Regions from separate parts of the Anas platyrhynchos genome. Here region 1 is linked to region 2. A link is a contact called in public Hi-C data. All regions are on one chromosome and are shown on one strand. The core of a region is the stretch at or near the end of the contact, and the rest is flanking DNA. Distances in the headings are between cores, read along the strand shown.

The links. Hi-C and Micro-C count contacts between places; a contact is called where the count stands out from the background.
Region 1: a contact with region 2 is called in a Hi-C map of liver, with 1.7 times the contacts expected there. The contact joins two enhancer-like sites. A contact is called at or near these places in 2 of 8 Hi-C or Micro-C datasets (liver and small yellow follicle).

The regions. Positions count from the first base shown.
Region 1 is chr5:63,483,363-63,488,290 of IASCAAS_PekinDuck_T2T, reverse strand. The region is part of intron 1 of SBF2 (SET binding factor 2); the gene reads left to right. Among named protein-coding and RNA genes, the nearest start is that of SBF2, 46 kb to the left of the region's middle. Within about 2 kb of position 2,125, at least 2 of the 8 cell types and tissues checked have an H3K27ac peak or open chromatin away from gene starts, as enhancers often do.
Region 2 is chr5:63,421,977-63,427,453 of IASCAAS_PekinDuck_T2T, reverse strand. It overlaps SBF2 (SET binding factor 2), which reads left to right. Exons shown (of 41, transcript XM_038179378.2): 2 at 1,104-1,241. Among named protein-coding and RNA genes, the nearest start is that of SBF2, 110 kb to the left of the region's middle. Within about 2 kb of position 1,928, at least 3 of the 8 cell types and tissues checked have an H3K27ac peak or open chromatin away from gene starts, as enhancers often do.

The DNA of each region.
Region 1 (4,928 bases), core at 876-3,375, 61 kb before region 2:
TGAGATAGCACTTTACATGGCTAAAAAACTCTCAGGTATAATTCTGACTTGGTGATGTTTGGTATGTGGCTATTCAGAGAGAAAAAATGATGGAGTGAGTAATGGCTGGCCAAATCATTTTGTGTGCTGTCAGCCAGTGAGTGGTATTAGATATTGCTGGAGTAGGTAAATATGCATTGAACCAATAATGATTATAACATTTGTTTATTCACTCTTCTACCTCTTCATTCTGACCGTGTTTCACTTTCCTCTGATTTCGCTTCCTTGCTCTTCTGCTTTGTATGTTTGTCCATTTTCATTTTGCATTGCATTGGATGAAGTTCATTCAAGTTAATTGAAGTTAATTTTTCCAAGACTACCCAAACCTACTTTAAAGGTTTTCTTACTGAGTAGGAATTGATATCCTTCTTTTCACAGAAATAACTGTTGATTTAGTGGAATGAGATATGGTGTAGATTGCCATTTTTTTCTTCTGTGCTTTAATTAAAATATAAGCTGTAGAATAGAGGCCTTTTTTCTTCCTTTATTTACAAAGCACAGAAACGATTTATATTTTTTTTAACCTAGGAATGAAGAGATTAGCAGTTGACCTGCACAGGAGAATATCTGTTGCAACAGCAGGAAGGATGATCCTGTGAATAAGGCACTGACCTGCAATTTGGTGGTATAGATTGGGGCCACTTGTTGTGCGTCCTCTGGGGACGCAGACCACTTTTTCTGTGCTTCCTTTCCCTGTGTGTAAGATGGGTTATCGGTTCTGCAGAACAGAAAAGTACCAAAATCAAATACTGAGGCATTCAGGAAATGGAACCATCCAAGTGTCTCAGGTAGTTCTGACTAACTGTGTCAGTACATTTGGGGAGGATTAAAATACAACTTTCTTTTTTTTTTTTTTCTCTGAGAAGTTCAACACAATTTTCCTGTTTACAAAGAGAAGTATCGAAAGATCATCTTATCCTGTTGTTTTTTATATCCTTGATAATATGGCAAGCATCCAGGATGTCTGTTGTTCAGATTCCCAAGATTGTTGAATGCATTTCTTTGACTTCATTAAGATGAACTGACTATGAATTTTGCCAGTTGCACAAATAATAATATCTGTGGTCACTGTGGGAAGTCTGCCTTGCTAAAAGCACCGGCATTTTTTTTTTAACCTTTTATGGCTGTTAGGCCACAATAAAGTGTTTCCTCTGTAGAATACACTAGTTAAATTCTCTTTAGGTAAATTTTCATGTCCACTCTACTTCAGTCTTTAAGATGCACATAACTTGTAATGCGTTACAGTGGGTTTGAGCAGATTTTTAGAACTTTGTGCCATATCAAAGAAGTATTTTCCTTTCTAGGTATTTAGTGTTCTTGTTCACCTTGGTTCCAGCTCTGATTTCCATCTTGGGACTGAGTTAAACTCTTCTAAAACAGAGATATCTTTTGTAATATTTTTTTCTTGGCATCAAGACTTCTATAGCATAACTGGAGAGTTACAAGCCAAATAACAGGAGTCCTTCTGTTATCGGGGGTGACAGGACTGAAAAGACCATCTTAAACACACCAGAAACCACTACAGCACTGCCCAGAGGCCATAGATAGTACCGAAGAGTTGAATTCTTCGGTTCTTCCTTAGTCCAGCTTCCAGTAAGCTCCGATCTAAGTGTTGTTCCTTAAGAAGCAGTTTCTTAAAGAAAATGTCACTGAAAACTGTGCAAAACAAGAAATCCTGGGAACATGTGTTGATACAAATTTGATTCTGCTGCCACCTAGACTATTTTATTCCTCTGCCACCCTGCTCCCTGCCGCAGCCCTAGAACAGGAAGACATCAAAGGGGGAGAACTGGAAGGCAGTTATTTTGGGTGGGTTCTTTGTGAAGAAAGAGTGAAGAATGCAGACCTGCTAAAGGGAGCCCAAGGGGACCCATAAAGGGGCCATGCTTGCAATTTGTATTGGGGTTTAGGGGCAGGAACTGCCCCTAAACTGCCCCTTCAGCTTATGAACTGAAGGTTGATTTCAGTTGTGCTTAGGTGTCAGTGGTATGTCTTAAAACAATTGCTATGTTGAGTGTTTATTTCGTAAAGGATATCCTCCTAATCTGAGCTGTTGTTGTTTGACGTAATCCATGCATGTTTGTAAACACTAATTTCAGTAGGGGAGCCAGCCTGCACACTATACAAGCGTTAGGTAAAAATGGTCTACCGATCTTTCTAATTGGTAAAATTGAGTTTTCCTCTTTTTTTTTTTTTTTTTTGTTCTGTTCACATTCAGCTATCTGATCTTGCTGAAGGTCACGTTACCAGTGGGTTCTTGTGATCTGCGGGGGAATTCGGGTAGTTGGCTGCTTGTAGGTATGGCTGATAGGTGTTGAGGAGAAGCAAAGGTTGTTGTGTGTGGAAACGAGGTAGTGTGGCTTGGTATTAAGAGTTGTCACAGCAACCATTATCATCTGTGCTGGGCTCCGATTCCATTAATTGCTTGTTAGCATTCTTGTTGTGTGTCTTCTGTTAGATTTAAAATGTTTACCCTCTGCTGTTTCAAATTGTTTAAGAGCACTGATGCAAAAGATTTCACTTCCCAGCGGATTTTAGTGATTTCTGGAGTACTCAGTACTGTTTTGTGAAGGATAAGCAGCACTTTACTCTGCCACTTGCACCTGTGTATCTTTCACTGTCAGTATGTTTCTGAATTTCAACATGTAAACCTTTGCCTCTGAGTACTCAAAATGATTTAGTAACCTTATACCTGGGATGTATAATGGTAGCTTTGAAGTATTTTGTGTGGCTTAATTCTTTGTGTAGTGCCCCCTCATTCTTGATGATCTGTAGTGTTTCTTCTGTGCAGGCTGAAAACGATGTATTTTGTAGTTTTCTTTACAGATCAACAAAGTTCTTATACCCTGAGCTTTGCTTGTGTAATTATTAACTCAAATGTACAACTCAAATGTATTTTTATCATGGGTTTGTAAGTAAAAAGACAGAGTTTATCACAGTTCTCATTAATTTGGAATGTAAGTTGCATTAACAGCTTGCTTCTGGAATTCCAAGGGCAAGCAAGAGATGGCATGTGACCTTTCATGGGGAAAGATTTATACAAGAAGGGAGTTTAGGGGACTAGGGTTCAGGAACCAGCGAATTGTGCCAGAATTTTAATGTGTTGCATGTTTGTATTGCTTAAAGAGAAAGATGGGAAGAAGGGAATGAGAAAGAGGGCAGATTAGAAAAGTTTATCTGGGGAGAAAAGTTGCTTTTTCTTTAATTTGTTAAGGTATACACTGCTGATTCAGAATTCTTACAGGCTAAAATTTTGTTCTGGTCTTGGACAAATTAGCTATGAATATGTATAAGAAAGGCACATAACGTATGTCTAAAAATTCAAGTCTAATTTGCTGTTTGGCCAGAATTGGTTTGTAATAGGTTGACTTTAGTAATCCTCAAGGTAAAGATACTGTTGGAGTTCTTTTTATTATTATTTTTTTCTACTTATCTTCATGCAAATGAAATTATAGTTCATTGTTGTAGGTGTGAAATCACAGCTTTCAAAATTACTATAAGATCATCACAATTTTTGTACACCATATTACATTTAAATATCTTAACAATTGAAGAAAAATCATTGCAAAATACTTCAGTTAAGTATAGGAAGTCTTGCTTTTGTAGGATGTTAACATGCAGTGATCTTTCATGCTGTGCTCATGCATGTGTATGCTATATTAAATAGTTTGAGGGATGTGGCTAGTGCATCTGAGCTTAAGCAGTCTTGAAAAATAATAATAATAAAAATTCCATGTGATCATTTTGCATATAGTGAGCAGTGTTGGTTATGGCATTTCCACTGGTTTTTGGGGCAGCTCGGACATTGTTTGAGAGGATACCAAAAGACAGAAACCTTTCCATTCTGCTGCCTGTGACTATCTGAATCCATTAATATGGAGATAACCTGTTTTTCCAATTTAAATCCAAAGTGCCTGTATTAATGTCTACCAGTTCTTCCTGTCGCTCTCAGTAAACGGAGTGGAATGAACAGGAAAAAACTTTGGGGATCTGTGAAGTTGCTGGAGGCACTAACTGAGGAGGCTGAGCTGCAAGTCCACAGGCTGCTCAGTGTGTGTGTTTAATGGGGTAACACGTTTAATTAATTAGGGCTAGTTAACAGGACTTTCACTTGGTATTAAAGGAATGTCCTTCTAGGGCTAAGAACTAATGAAGGGACCTTGAAAGGAGCCTTTGGAAATTGTAGATACAGAGTGGAGGGAATGTGGTAGGGATCTAGCACTTATTCTTTCATTGGAAAACCTTAATCACCTTATTTTATTTTACTTAGATAAAATGGGCAAAGGCTGTTACTTAACCAGTGAAAGCAGCGGAGAGAGGGACAGAGGTTACCGAGTTACTTCCTTCTCTATTTTAACCAAGTGAATTGTACAATGTACAGAGTGGGGAACTGCTGTTTGTCACAATGTCAGCATAGGCACTTTTGAAGCCCACCTGATGCAGAGTGCCTCAGTTCAGAGGGAAAGTTTATGTCATACAAAATCTAGGACACCAGGGGATGGATGCATCTAAATGCATGCTGAAGGCATAGGCATTACTGAAAGGGCAAAATGATGTATGTAAGTGTGCCTTCTTCCCGTTCTATTTTTTGATTTTTCCTTAACAGAGATCTGCAAAAAAACTGTACGCTGGAGTAGCAAGCAAAACCAGCAGTAAACAGTTTTCCTGCTAACATCTACATAACTAACCAGCTCTCCTGACTGAAGAGCTACCACCCATAGCCTTTACCTCCAAAGACAAGGCCATCGTTCTTAAAGGCAGCACGGGAAGTGTAGTTGGGAGAGTCAAGTGAGTATTCCCCTGGCGTGTTGGTAGTAGTCTCCTCAGTTGGTAAGATTGTTTCAGTTACACATACCACCTGAAATTTCAGCTTTTTCAAGGCCCGTTCC
Region 2 (5,477 bases), core at 679-3,178:
GGGTTGAGATAAGGATAATTTAATCAAAGGGAAATAATAATAATAATAAAATATTATTATGAACTAAACAATTTAACTAAAGGGAAATAAAAAGGGAAAGGGGAAAAGGGAGGGGGAAAGGGAAAAAATAAAAAGAAGGGAGGAAAACAAACAAACAAATGAAGGCTATGTGGAAGTGCAGAGGAAAGAAATTACTCTCTGCTTCCCACAAATGAGTGATGATTGACCACGTCCTTGAAGCAGGGCCTCAACGCACGCAGCCGGTGTTCGAGAGGAGGACCGACCTTTTCCCAACCAGAGCCCACCCCTCCCTACTTCTTCCTATTTCCAGCTTTTATTTCTGAGTGTGACATCACATGGTATGGAATATCCCTTTGGTTGGTTTAGGCCAGCTGCCCTGGTGATGTTTCTCACCCCCTAGGAGAGTTAGAGAAAGGCCCGATGCTGTGCCAGCACTGCTCAGCAGCAGACACAACACTGGTGTGATCCCACTGCTGTTCCAGCTACAAGTGTAGAGTACGGCACTGTATGGGCTGCTGCAGGGAAAGTTAACATTCCAGCCAGACCCAGTACATATACATGTGCAAAAATGTGTACGTCTCGTACTGTTTATCAGTAGTTTTGTACTTCCAAAGATAATTTTAGTTGAGCTTCTGGGTTTCTAATGAATCTGTAGGTTGCAGCTCCTAGTCTTAGGAGTCCTGAAATAGACGGAGAAATTAAAAATGTAAGTGGAGACATTCCAAGACACAATGATTTTTAGCTTTGAATTCTAACCTGTTATCCAAATGAAACCTGTGTTATCTGTCAGTTTATTCCTGTTGTTGCCTGTTAAGTCCTTGCAAAGATTATCTTGAATACTGAATTCAAAGGGAACTATCTTTAGTGTGTACAGTTTATTACATCTCCCTGACTAATTCTAAGATGTGTTGGGTTTTTCCCATTTTCTTCAGATTTTGCAATCCTGTATATATTTCAATGAAATTTTCTAAACTTCTTGTTTCAGACAGTATTTTATCTTGTTTAAAACAATTTCTCATATTTCTTAGTACAACAGATATTATTGCTTAACTCTCTCTCTGTCTTTTTTTTTGTTTCTTCAGTTTTGCCAACCTGGAGGATGGCAGCTTTCAAAAGAGAGAAAACAGCCAACGTTCTTTGTGGTGGTTTTGACTGATATAGACTCAGAGAGACACTACTGTTCCTGCTTAACTTTCTATGAAGCAGAGATTAATCTGCAGGTAAAGTCTTCACAATAAGTTATAAAAATGCAGAAAAAAGTGTCTAGAAATAGAAGATTAATAATTTTAGAAAGTATATTTATCTTCTTGGTAAGAATGTATTGTTCTGTCATATATAAACGTGTGTATTTTTCTTCCAAGGTAAACTTGATGTGCTTGTTTGTGTTTTTGTTGTTGTTTTTATCTGCTTAAACAAACAAACACCTTAATAAAATTGAGAATGAGACTCGTAGAAAATCCCAGGTTGGAAGGGACCTCAGAAGTCATCTGGTCCATCTTAAATGCTGAAAGCAGGGCCTAGGCAAGATAGTCTAACACCTTGTCTAGCCAAGCTTTAAAGGTCTCAAGTGTTAGAGAATCCACCACATCCTTGAGGAGGTTTTTCTAATATTCCAATGATTGATTGCTCTCACAGTAAAAAAAAATAAATAATATATATATTTAAAAAATCCTCCTCTTATGTCCAATTAGAATCTTCCCTGGTATAAATTGTACCCATTGCCCCATGTTTTCAACAAAAGGCTTTTCTTTTCTCCACCATATGCTTTTTTATTTTTTGCTACCATTTGTTTTGATTTTGTTAATAGGACGGTCAACAAAATGTTCCTTTCATTTACTTCTGTGTTTAACATAGCAGGAATGATTCTCATTTGCTTTAAGATAAAGGTTTATTAACTTCTGCTCCCTCTGCTGGACATCTCTATCAGACTAGCACAGGATAAATGTGTGCACGTATGCTGTAATGTTACATACATATTTCTGGAAGCGCATTTATTGGCAAGACTGGTGTGGGTGTAAATAGCAAGACTGTAAAACTGATAGAGTGATTCTTCAGCTTTTAGGTAGGTCAGATTTTGGGTGTCAGCTACTTGGCAATGTTTGTTTTAAACATGCATTTAATTAATTTTGGGCAACCTCAGTCTTTCAAAAATAGACATTTTGTTTCCCATTTGATGTAAAGTACTTCACAGAATCTATGCTATGACTTAATACTTGGAATCTTTAGTTGCTAGAACCTAGGGAAAACCTAATCCAGTCTGTAATTGTGGACTGTTATGTTTTGAAATATTTTCTTTCCAACATGAAAAATCAAAAATAAGTAAAGTCTTGGCATTACGAATATTAAAAAAAATTAGTTAAAATTACCTAAGGGGCTAAGTAAAATTGTTGTCTATTTTAGTGAAGAACTGTAACACCATTAATTATTTGAAGAACATGCTTTTAGTGATCCAAATGTATTCTGTTTGATAATGGTGTTGAAATCCTTCTCTGCCTTGTAGAATAAATAATAGATGTGGAGTAGCAATAATATTGTGCTTTTTCTAGGCACAATTGGAAGCCAGAAAATAATAATTGTTCTTATTTCATTAACACTACAGTTTAAATGGCTATTTTGTACATTATTGGAAGGAGCTAAAAGCAGAAATGTAACTGAAGAGTAGATATATTTTAGCGTAGATTAGCTGACATCTTCCTATTGATATCTGTCATCTCTCCTTTACTTAATAAGTAAAGAGTGAAACATTCTACAGTAATTCTTTCCCAGCTGATAAAAATTTACAATGGTTGACTCTTCTTGCACTCTATGTATTTCATAACATATACTAAATTTAGCAAACTTGTTATTTATCCTGTGGTTTCTAGCAGCTGCTTTTGATTCATGATCCACATCTTCCAAGTAATGCTCATCACAAAACATCCAGTATTAACTAAAAGGTTATTTTCTTATATTGCCTAAGTAGTAAAAAAAAAATAAAATAAAATAAAAATAAAATAAAATAAAATAAATTTGAGAGCAGCAGGATGTTGGTTCTCATAATGCCATTCCTGGCTGTGTTGTAAAGAATGCATATTTTTCAGATGAACTTGCTGTGGTGAAATTTATTCTATGACTGTTTTGTTTATAGCCAAACTTCCTGTTTCTTTCTAAAACCCAAAGAGAATAATTGAACGTGCCCTGTTACATGGTCATTAGACAAGAATTCAGCACATGTACAATCTGTAATGAAACATAAGCTTATGAAGCATTGGGCTACAAAAGTGATGTTGATTTAACCATTCACTTGCACACCTTATTAAACAAACAATCCAGGAAACAGTGTCCGTGATTTACAATGAAATCTGGACAGTGCTTTTCACAGTTAAATTCCGTTCAGTTTTTAACCTAATAATATAACAGACTATGACAAAGATTCAGTTTCCAAAAGGAATGTCTCTTTCCTTCCTAGTTAGCCTGCACCAGGTAAATCTTGCACGTATTTAGGATTGGTCAGATTTCAGCCAGTGTAGATATGCTCTTTGACTTGGCAGAATCATCTTCAGAAAACACCAAAACCCCAAGCCTTGGAAGTTTCTGTGGTTAATTAAACTGCAAAGTGAAAGCAAGCTTATTTCTGTGCTTTTGAATGGTAGAGAAGTAGAGAACATTTTTTGAGCCTCCTGCATAAAAATACAATAATCTTTTTGACACAATTTGTCAAGCTTGGCCAGAGAAGTCTATCACTCTCACTCCAGTTGCTTTCATTACTGCTTCAGCTGTTTGTCACAGGATAGTTAGTATACATATGCCATCTGAAAAGTAAGGAGACTGTACTCACATGGTGTCTCTTAGGTTTACCTGTGATAGTCTAGGATACAAGGTTAATGTAGCAATTGTCAAAGCTCTATGCAGGAGCGTACAGGAAAAAGTATTGTCCTTCGTATCTCTGAAAGCCCTGGATTCAGTTAATCTCTTGGCAGTTGCTTGTCATTACAACTTTTCCAGAGATGATAAAAGCGCAGGTTCTAATAATCAGCTGATGGCCTCTTTTCAACTTCCCAACCCTGGGCAGAGTACGAAGTAGTTGATAGACACCTGTGAATTGTACTTTGCATTGTTGCAATACTGACATTTTGAATCAATGCAGTATTTAGCATTTGTATAAATGTTGGTCCACTGTTTGATCAGCCTTCACCAAGTCATGACAGTATATCAAAAAGATCAACGTTACATCTAGTCTGATTAATACTCCAAATCTGTACTCATGAAGAAGATAAACATATGATAGTCCATTACATAGGGAATAGAACTCACTTCTTTCCATGAATACAGGTGATGCAGCTTTCCCATTTAATCCCCTGTGAATTGTTATAAGATGCTAGTCTCATTTAATTGTTCCAATAACAATTGTAAAGTGTATATAAGGATAAGTTCCTCATCTGAAATTAAAACTAAGCATTTGAAAATTTGACCCTAACAGGAATCTAAAATTGGGAACCTGACTGACCGATCATTAGACTACGAGGTAGTCTAATAATCAATCAACAGTGGCAAAGACAGTTTAAAGACTTGTTCCGTTTAATTAAAAGCAGTTTAATATGCAAGATTTCTCTCTCACCTCAAGTTTCTACCAATATAAACGTAAAGAAATCTGAGATACTGTGCCAGTGTCTCCTTGCTTCCTGCTTTTATTTGTCTCCAATTGGTCTAATCCGCCTTCACGTCTGCCTTAAGAGATCCTCTTAAGCATGCTTTAGAGATGCTCAGACAAATAAAGCTGGATGCCATACTGACTTGCGTGTATCTACAAGAATTAGGAGGAGGAGGACAATAAGTCAAAAACACTCCCACTGCTTCTTCCCACACAGTGCTTTCAGGTTTTTTTGCATTACTGTATTTTGATCCTTGTTGTCCACTCTCTTGCTGTAAATTGTCATTAATTTGAAGAAAACCTCATCCTCTAAACCGAAGTGTAGTATATATTCCTTGTTATTCTTCTGGTGACTGAAGCTGAAAGTTGTTAAGAGCCAGAGGTTATGCAGAAGAATCATAAGGTACATCTACATAATTCACCCATAAAACTCAGTTACTCTGTGTGTAACTTTATTTACTGTCCAAAAAAAATTGCACACGTGTAGTTATTTCTAACATCAATTTCTGGATGTTACCACTTAACACACAAAGACTTGATTAATATATTTGCCTCAGAAGTTACTTCTGTCTACTTCGGTGGTGCTTCCTACAAAATGCAGTCAGAATTTATGCTAACAGCCCTTGGGAAGAGCACCATAGGTGGAATCTTTAAAAACAACAACAAACAAACAAAACAAACAACAAAAAAAGCACATTGACTTGCATCATTGGGAACTTAATGTTCAAATTGTATATTGCTTTGTGCTTTGGAAAAAAATATCCTCACCCTAACCCCACCATCAACAATGATTTACGTTAGCAACTGAGCCTGTGCAAATGCATTT